Regions from separate parts of the Sus scrofa genome. Here region 1 is linked to region 2. A link is a contact called in public HiChIP or PLAC-seq data. All regions are on one chromosome and are shown on one strand. The core of a region is the stretch at or near the end of the contact, and the rest is flanking DNA. Distances in the headings are between cores, read along the strand shown.

Region 1 (3,846 bases), core at 855-3,354, 180 kb before region 2:
TTAGCTTGCTCTGTTTTTCCTCATCAGTTTAATTAGGACTCATTTGTTTACTTTTGCTTTATTTCTCTTGCCTTAAGAGACTGATCCAAGAAAATATTGCTATAATTTGTGTCAAAGGGTGTTCCATCTATGCTCTCTTGTAGGAGTTTTATGATTTCAGGTCTTACGTTTGGGTAAACCATTTTGAGTTTAATTTTGTATGTGATATGAGAGAGTGTTCTAATCTCATTGTTTTACATGAAGCTGTCCAGTTTTCCCAGCATCACTTGTTGAAGAGACTGTCTTTTCTCCATTATATATTCTTGCTTCCTTTGTCACAGGTAAATTGACCATAGGTGCCTGTGTTTATCTCTAGACTCTCTATTCTGTCCCATTGGATCTACATGTCTGTTTTTGTTTTTGTGTCAATACCACACTGGTTTTTTCTTTCTTTTCTTTTCTTTTTTTTTTTTGGCTGCAGTTGTGGTATATGGAAATTCCTGGGCCAGAGATCAAACCCATGCCAAAGCAGCAACTTGAGCTGCAGTAGTAATAATGCCAGATCTTTAACACACTGAGCCACCAGGGAACTCCCTGTGCTGTTTTGATTATTGTAGTTTTCTAGTTTAGTCTGAAGTCCGGAAGGGCCATACCTCTGGTTTCTTCCCCCCCCCCCACCCCCTGCCCAGGATTGCTTTGGCAACTTGGAGTTTTGCAGTTCCATATAAATTTTAGGATTACTTGTTCTGGTTCTGTGAAAATCCTGGGTATTTTGATAGGGATTACCTTAAATCTATAGTTTGCTTTCAGTGGCATTTTAATGATACTAATTCTTCCAATCAAAGAGCATAAGATATCTTTCCATCTTTCTGAATCATCTTCAATTTCCTTTATCAATGTTTTATAGTTTTCAGAGTGTAGGTTCTTCACCTCCTAGGTTAGGTTTATTTCTAGGTATTATGTTTTTGGGATGTAATTTTAAAGTGGATTGTTTCTTTACTTTTTCTTTCTGACATTTCATTATTAGTTTACAGAAATGCAATAGATTTCTGTATATTAAACTTGTATCCTGCAACCTTGCTGAATTAATTAGTTCTAATAGTTTTTGGATGGAGGCTTTAGGATTGGTTATTATATAGAATATCACGTCATCTGAAAACAGTGTCAGTTTTAACTCTTCACTCCCAATTTGGATACTTTTTATTTCTTGTTCTTGTCTGACTGCTGTGGTTAGCACTTCCAATACTATGTTAAACAGAAGCAGTGAGAGTGGGCATTATTGTTTTGTTTCTGAACTTAGTGGGAAGGCTTTCAGCTTTTCACTGTTGTGTATTACATTGGCTGTGGGTCTGTTGTAAAATGGCCTTTAATGTGTTGAGATATTTTCCCTCTAAACCCACTTTGATGGAGTTTTTATCATGAATGGATGTTGAATTTTGTCAAATCCCTTTTATGTGTCTATTGAGATAATCATGTGTTTTTCCTCATTATTCCTTGACATGGTCTTCATTATATAGTTATTTGTCTGTTTTCAGTAACAGAGTGCAAGTTCTAGGGAGGTAGGCATTGTCTAGCTTGTTCTTAGAGCCTAGAACAGTGTCTGGCACATAGTAGGCTTTCAATAAATGTTAGCTGAATAAATGTCAAGGCCAAAATGGAGAATGCAGAGGAAGAAATGTGTTTTGCCACTGCTCTGCATTTTTTCAAGGGTCAGAGGTGAGGAATATTCAGGTAAAAGGTGAAGTGACTTGTGCCATGTTGGGAAGACTCTGTGTTAACACCAACCAAGGTGAAACCACTCTTGACAGCCCCCGAATAAGACAAGGCTTGGATGAGCAGGGACAGGTAAAGCAGGGTGTGATTGAAAAGGCAGGGGTTTTGGAGGCAGCTTACTCTCTGTCTGAATCCCAGCTTTGCCTCTCATTTATGTACTTCAGAGAAGATTATTATTTAAGTTTCTTCCTCTGAAAACGGGGATAATAATGCTTATTCTCTTTTAGGATCTGTGTAAGGATTTGATGAAATGATGTAGAAGAACTAGCGCAATGCTCTTCCCCTGTGGGGAATGAGAACTAATATTTATAACAAGTTTCTGGTGGGAGGAGAGCTGAGCAGGAGTCAGGGCAGTGTAGGTGTAGGATGTGGGAACATATGCTTGGGGCAAAGAGGATGGAGAGAGTGGGAGGACGGGTCTGTAACTGGCCTCATGGGATTATGACGCCCCTGAAATCAACAGATTTTTCAGGGACAAGAACAAGGAGTTGCCATGACGTGAGTTTTAACATTTTCCATGTCAAGTGCTATTTGGGAGTTTCAGAGCATTTTCCCGCCACCTCCCCACCCCCGTTAGTAACCCTGTGGGAATGAAGAGCCTATTCACATGTTCCAGAGCCCCCCCAACCCATGCCACTTTTGCCTCTCTCTGCCCACTTTTAAACATGTAAATTCCTCAAGTCACTGTGCATTTCAAAATCTACAGTTGTGAAAATCACTGACATACAGAGAGGAGAGGGAGGCCACCCCAGAGTGGAAGAATTCTATTTTTGTCTCTATTCCTTTGCAAGGGCAGCCTGTGGTCAGGCTTCCCAGGGGCCCACACAGTCAGAGCCCAGATACTGGTGTATCTGGATTGTTAATTAGAAAGAAGGAAAGGGATGAGGCTTTTTCAGGGTATTTTACTGAGCATACTATTAATTCTCTTCTACTTCCTCCTCCTCATTTGTCTCACCCCAAGGGGGCCCAGAGAAGCCCCTCCACACATCAAGTTTATCTCTTCCCTTTCCAGCTCTGGTGTCCTTGTCACCTCACTTCAAGGCTCACTGTTTCGGAGAAAGGAGTGATGTTGGCCATTGACTTTGCCTCACCCCAGAGCCCAGGGTCATGCTATGAACTGTGTTGAAGAAGCCTTGCCCTTGAAGCCAGTTTTGGCTTTGACTTAACTTTGTGCTCGAAAATTAGATTATGGGAGAGTCTGCACTTTGGCCCATTTGTGGCATCAATATGCTGTCAGTGAATGCATGCCTACTTAACTTCTGAGCTGACAAGGCTTTTTAGTGCCCTAACAAACAGGATTTATTTGGATTGAATATTTATCACTGGGAATGGAAAAACTCATGGTTTTGCCAGGGTTAGTAGCACTTCCAAGGCTTCCAAAGGCCTGTTGAGCTCAAAGTATTCCTAGTTCCTCAACAGATGTTCTGTTACATCTTATACATCCCACCAAGCAGACATGAATATCTATTTTTTTTCTATGACAATTTTAACGTAATTTGATTGCATCTTTGTGTGACAGTTAGGATAAAAATATTTTTATTGGCCATTGCAGTTGTCCAAAGTTTAATAATTTTTTGGAACTTGGGGTACTTATTTGGAACTTAAAAGATTGTTATCAAATAGCCTCACATCTAATTGTGTTGTCTTGGGTTGTAAATTACATTATCTATTGGAATTATAACAACATCTATTCCACATTATTTAAGGTACTTGGTTATGATTTATATCCTTGGTCATGGCTTATATATCATGTAAGATTTAGCATAATTACCCCACATTTTGGTTCCTCAGAATAATCTTTTTACCTCAAGCCCCATTGCCTCATAACTCTTTTAATTTGCTGAAAAATGTAGGGAATGATTCAGCAATACAACTATACAATGCAGATTGTATTGGTTTAAATTGTGCACAATGACCAAATACTGGAAAAAAGAGAATTTATTCTAACCTAAGAAATGGGTGTCTAAGTTGATGTGAAAAATAAAACACAGATTTACAAAACCAAACAAAGTAGATTGTTTACTATTCATTTCATAAAGCTTCTTTCCTAAAGGGATGATTGCAGGATTTCTTTAACAACTTCCCCAGGTATAT
Region 2 (4,124 bases), core at 1,491-3,990:
GCTCACAGACTTATTTTGGCCTTTGCAATCATGCCCCTTTAAAAAAAATATTTGTACAAAACAAAATGATCTTTATAAAAAGATGGGAGTGGGGGCAGAGGATGGGTGAAATGAAAAAAGGAAAGATGCTCATGGAGCCCCAGTCCCAGCAGTGATAGATTACACATCAGATGCAAACAGGGAGAGGGAAAAAAAAAGACTCAATTATGGTAGGGTAGGGGATCCACTAGTCCTTTTTTATTACTTTGCAAAAATGCAACAGCAAGTTATATCCACTGATGTTAACAAGCCATCCCACCAACACCAACTCATTAAACCAACTCTGACTTTACTCATTAACAAAGTTACAATGGCTAGCCTCATTTTAAGACCCGGAGGCTAGCCGCCTTTTTATAGCAGATGTCTTTTTTTTTTTCACCCTACCATGGTATATGGAAGTTCCTAGACCAGGGATCAAATCCTAGCCACAGCTGTGACCTACGCCACAGCTGCGGCAATGCCAGACCCTTAACCCAATTGTGCCACAGCGGGAACTATGAAGTTGTCATTTATTGAATTACATTTCCCACTATTTTATTTTAAATATCATAAAATATGACTACATTAACCACAAATATTTTATATCCAGTTTGGAAAGATATATTTTATATTAAAGTTTTACCAACGAACAACAAAAAAACAGTGAACTGTGTTTTTACAGGTTGGTTTGAATACACGAGAGAGAGAGATAGAAAGATACATAGACAGACAGACACACACACATATATATATATCAGAAAGATGAACAGAACAAATATATATGAAGTACAGCATAAACAGAGATGTTCTAATGCTATCTCTATAGCTCAGAATATTAAACATGAAGTAGCTACCAGCTCTTATCTTACATTTGAAATACCTGGGAAGCTATTTTAAAATGAAAGAATCCCTGGCCTTCACTCTAGACATAATAAAATAGAATTTCCTTTAAATATGGGCCAGCCTGGCACCAGTCTTTGAAACAACATTTGGGAACCACTAACATAGTGGGATAAAAATGCTTATGGTCTGTTTTGGATGCCCTATCCTGTCACTTCCTTGCGGCGTGGCCCTGGGGAGCTCATTGTACCTCTCTACACATCAGTTTTCCCTTTGGTTAATAAAAATACTAGTAATAATACCTACTGCACATAGTTAGAAAAGTTAAAACAATGTGAAATACCTATGTATGCTAAATCTCACAAAATTCAGATAATCTATCAAAACGAAAAATTGTTAAAATCTGGGTTTTACTATGACTTTTTAGAAAACAACCTACTTGTGAATATCCACTTGCACTAAAGTCAGGATATATGGTTACACTGGACGAATTCGTGTCCTAAGGTTTTCAAAGGATAAGAGAGAAATAAAATCCTTTTTCAATAGGGAAAAAGCCACTAGAGTGGTGGTTTTGCTATAGTTCAAGACTACCTTACCTAAAATCAGAAAGGAATGGGACTACTAATCTGTTAATATATAAAATAGAAGTGCTCTGCATAGCATTTCGAGCTTTTGGTTTCAACTGAGTGTCCTAAACAATTCTTTTTTTGTTTTTTGGTTTTTTTTAGGGCTGCACCTGCAGCATATGGAGGTTCCCAGGCTAGGGGTTGAATCAGAGCTGTAGCTGCCTGCCTACACCACAGCCACAGCAACGGAGGATCCAAGCCACATCTGCAACCTACACCACAGCTCGCACCAACACCGGATGTTTAACCCACTGAGCAAGGCCAGGGGTCGAACCCACATCCTCATGGATGCTAGTTGGGTTCTTTACGGCTGAGCCACAGTGGGAACTCTCCTAATGAATATTAATTTCTCACTAGGGCTTTCGGTTGAAACCTCAAGTCCTATTTGGAAAATGGGAGTATGAGGAGCTGGGAAAGTCAAGCTCACATCATTGATTTTGGTAGCTTCCCAGTGGCTCTTTAAGCCCTTAGTATGCAAACAACCTCAATTTCATTCCAAGGTCTCAGTTTCTCAACATTTACTATTACCTTGCCTCCTCCATCCCAGATCTTCCTTTGTGAAAAGATATTAAAAAGTTCATTCAAACAATGTGGGGTTAATTTCTGATGGTGCCCAATTCTGTAAGTTGATTAGCTACAACTTCACAAAGAGAGTAAACTCAAATACAAAAAGGCCACTGAACTCACAATTTAAAAGTCTTTCTAACAAAAGTTTCTTCTCCGCCCACCAAATCATCATTCTATGAATTTCTTTATTTTCATTCATAGGTCATGGCACTAAAAAAAACCAAAAACAACAACAAAAAAAACCCCACACAGGCAGCCTTTAAGCCAATCCCCCCACACAATGGCAACATCTCTTTTTTAAAAAAGAAACGTTATTCCTAAGTGACTGTAAGAAAATATTTTTTTTCTAGTCGTAAGGGATGGGTCCCTCTCCCCATTATTTAGTCAGGTTACATAATGCTTAAATTCTGCTCCTCTGTTGCAGGATGATGTATATATAATGCAAATATCCTTGCTGGAATTATAACGGCAATTTCTCAATTTATGTGGGGCTAATCAACCCATTTGCTTTCTAGTGTAGAGCAGTAAAAGCTTATCTCATGCAGACTCACGGATCATTCAAAGCAATCTAATTGAATTTCAGGGCCAAGAGCATTGCACAACACGTGATGTGTCTCCAGTGGAGCACAGTGCCAGACACTGCAGGCGTTACATAATCCCATGCTGTCGTTGGCAGAGGACGCCTTCTTAGCCGCCTCGTGGCTTGGCAGTCCGTGTCTCCTCCAATCATGCCCTGCAGCTTTAATCTGCACAGGCTGTTCACATGGACAGTCACATGTTTTAAGCCTTTCACAGCAGCGAATAAAACAGGGACCATTTCCCTACTGGTAGAAACAGTTCCTTTAAAACCAGTCACACAGCATACAAGATTCTATCAGGATAGAAAACACGTATAACACTGCAGCTTCTAAGCAAGCAAGAGAGAAAGCAAACAGCAAATATTTCACCTTTCCAATAATGAAACGGGAAGAAAAATAATAAGGGCAATGTGTGAAATAATAATAGTCTCTGCCCATGGTTTCTGCTGATCTTTGGTCTTTGACCTTGGTTCCTGACAAGAAGCTCCTCAAATCCTTCTAATTCCCTGAATAATAGGAGTGTCTGACACAGAGCTCTTAAATCCCTTGGAACTTCCTGAGTGATGGCAGCATCTTTGGTTCTAAATGAGGCAACTCTTGGCAGGCACCTGATTGGCTCACCAGAAAGACCAAATCACACTTAGAAGTCTGGAACTTTCAGCCCCCACCCCCATTCCCCAGAGAGGGGAGAAGGCTGGAAACAGAGTTAACAATCAATCATGCCTACAGGATGAAGTTTCCATAAAAAGCCCTAGAGGACTGTGTGGGCTGGTGAATGCATGGAGGTGTTGGGGAGGGTGGCACGCCAGGAGAGGGCGTGGAAGGGCCACACCCCTTCTCATATGCTTGTCCCATGCATCTCTTCCATGTGGCTACTCCTGAGTTGTACCCTTTCATAATACACTTGTAATTTAGTAAGGAAACTGTTTTTCCTGAGTTTTGTGAGCCACTCTAGCAAATTATCCGTCCTGAGGAGGAGGTCATGGGAACCTTGGATGTATAGCCAGTCAGAGAGAACACAGGTAGAAACCTGAACTTGCTTTGGCATCTGAAGGAGGGAGGCAGCCTTTAGAACTGACCCCTTAACTGTGGGATCTGATACTAACACTAGGTAGGAAGTGTCAGAATTGAGTTATTTGTAAGACCACCAGCTGGTGGTGGAAAACTGGTCAATGCGAGAGGAAACTTAGACACTTGGTGGCCAGAAATAAAGTATGAGAGTAAAGGAAAATATAGTCAGCCCTTATCTGTTATCCCCGCCTCGAAGAATTCAACCAACCAAAGATCAAAAAGCAAAATAAGGTTACCAAAGGCTGGCAACTATTTACATAGCATTTACATCATATTCACATCTATCTATACAAAGTATAACCAACTGTCAAACATAAGCTGGTTATTCCTGAAAATGACCTATAGGGTCTTCTATAAATTCCCAGCCTTATATACTCATCATTTTATTTCCAAGGATTGATTAGAATATGGGCAACTTAAAAAT

The links. HiChIP or PLAC-seq counts read pairs in DNA pulled down with a chosen protein or histone mark.
Region 1: a contact with region 2 is called in an H3K27ac HiChIP or PLAC-seq map of alveolar macrophages. The contact joins two enhancer-like sites. A contact is called at or near these places in 1 of 47 Hi-C or Micro-C datasets (embryonic fibroblasts) and 1 of 2 datasets of contacts at active chromatin or transcription factors (alveolar macrophages).

The regions. Positions count from the first base shown.
Region 1 is chr5:47,437,874-47,441,719 of Sscrofa11.1, reverse strand. All of the region lies in intron 56 of ITPR2 (inositol 1,4,5-trisphosphate receptor type 2), which reads right to left. Among named protein-coding and RNA genes, the nearest start is that of SSPN, 170 kb to the left of the region's middle. Within about 2 kb of position 2,104, at least 1 of the 83 cell types and tissues checked has an H3K27ac peak or open chromatin away from gene starts, as enhancers often do. A contact at or near this core is called in alveolar macrophages, where this site is marked.
Region 2 is chr5:47,260,422-47,264,545 of Sscrofa11.1, reverse strand. All of the region lies in intron 38 of ITPR2 (inositol 1,4,5-trisphosphate receptor type 2), which reads right to left. Among named protein-coding and RNA genes, the nearest start is that of ITPR2, 330 kb to the right of the region's middle. Within about 2 kb of position 2,740, at least 39 of the 83 cell types and tissues checked have an H3K27ac peak or open chromatin away from gene starts, as enhancers often do. A contact at or near this core is called in alveolar macrophages, where this site is marked.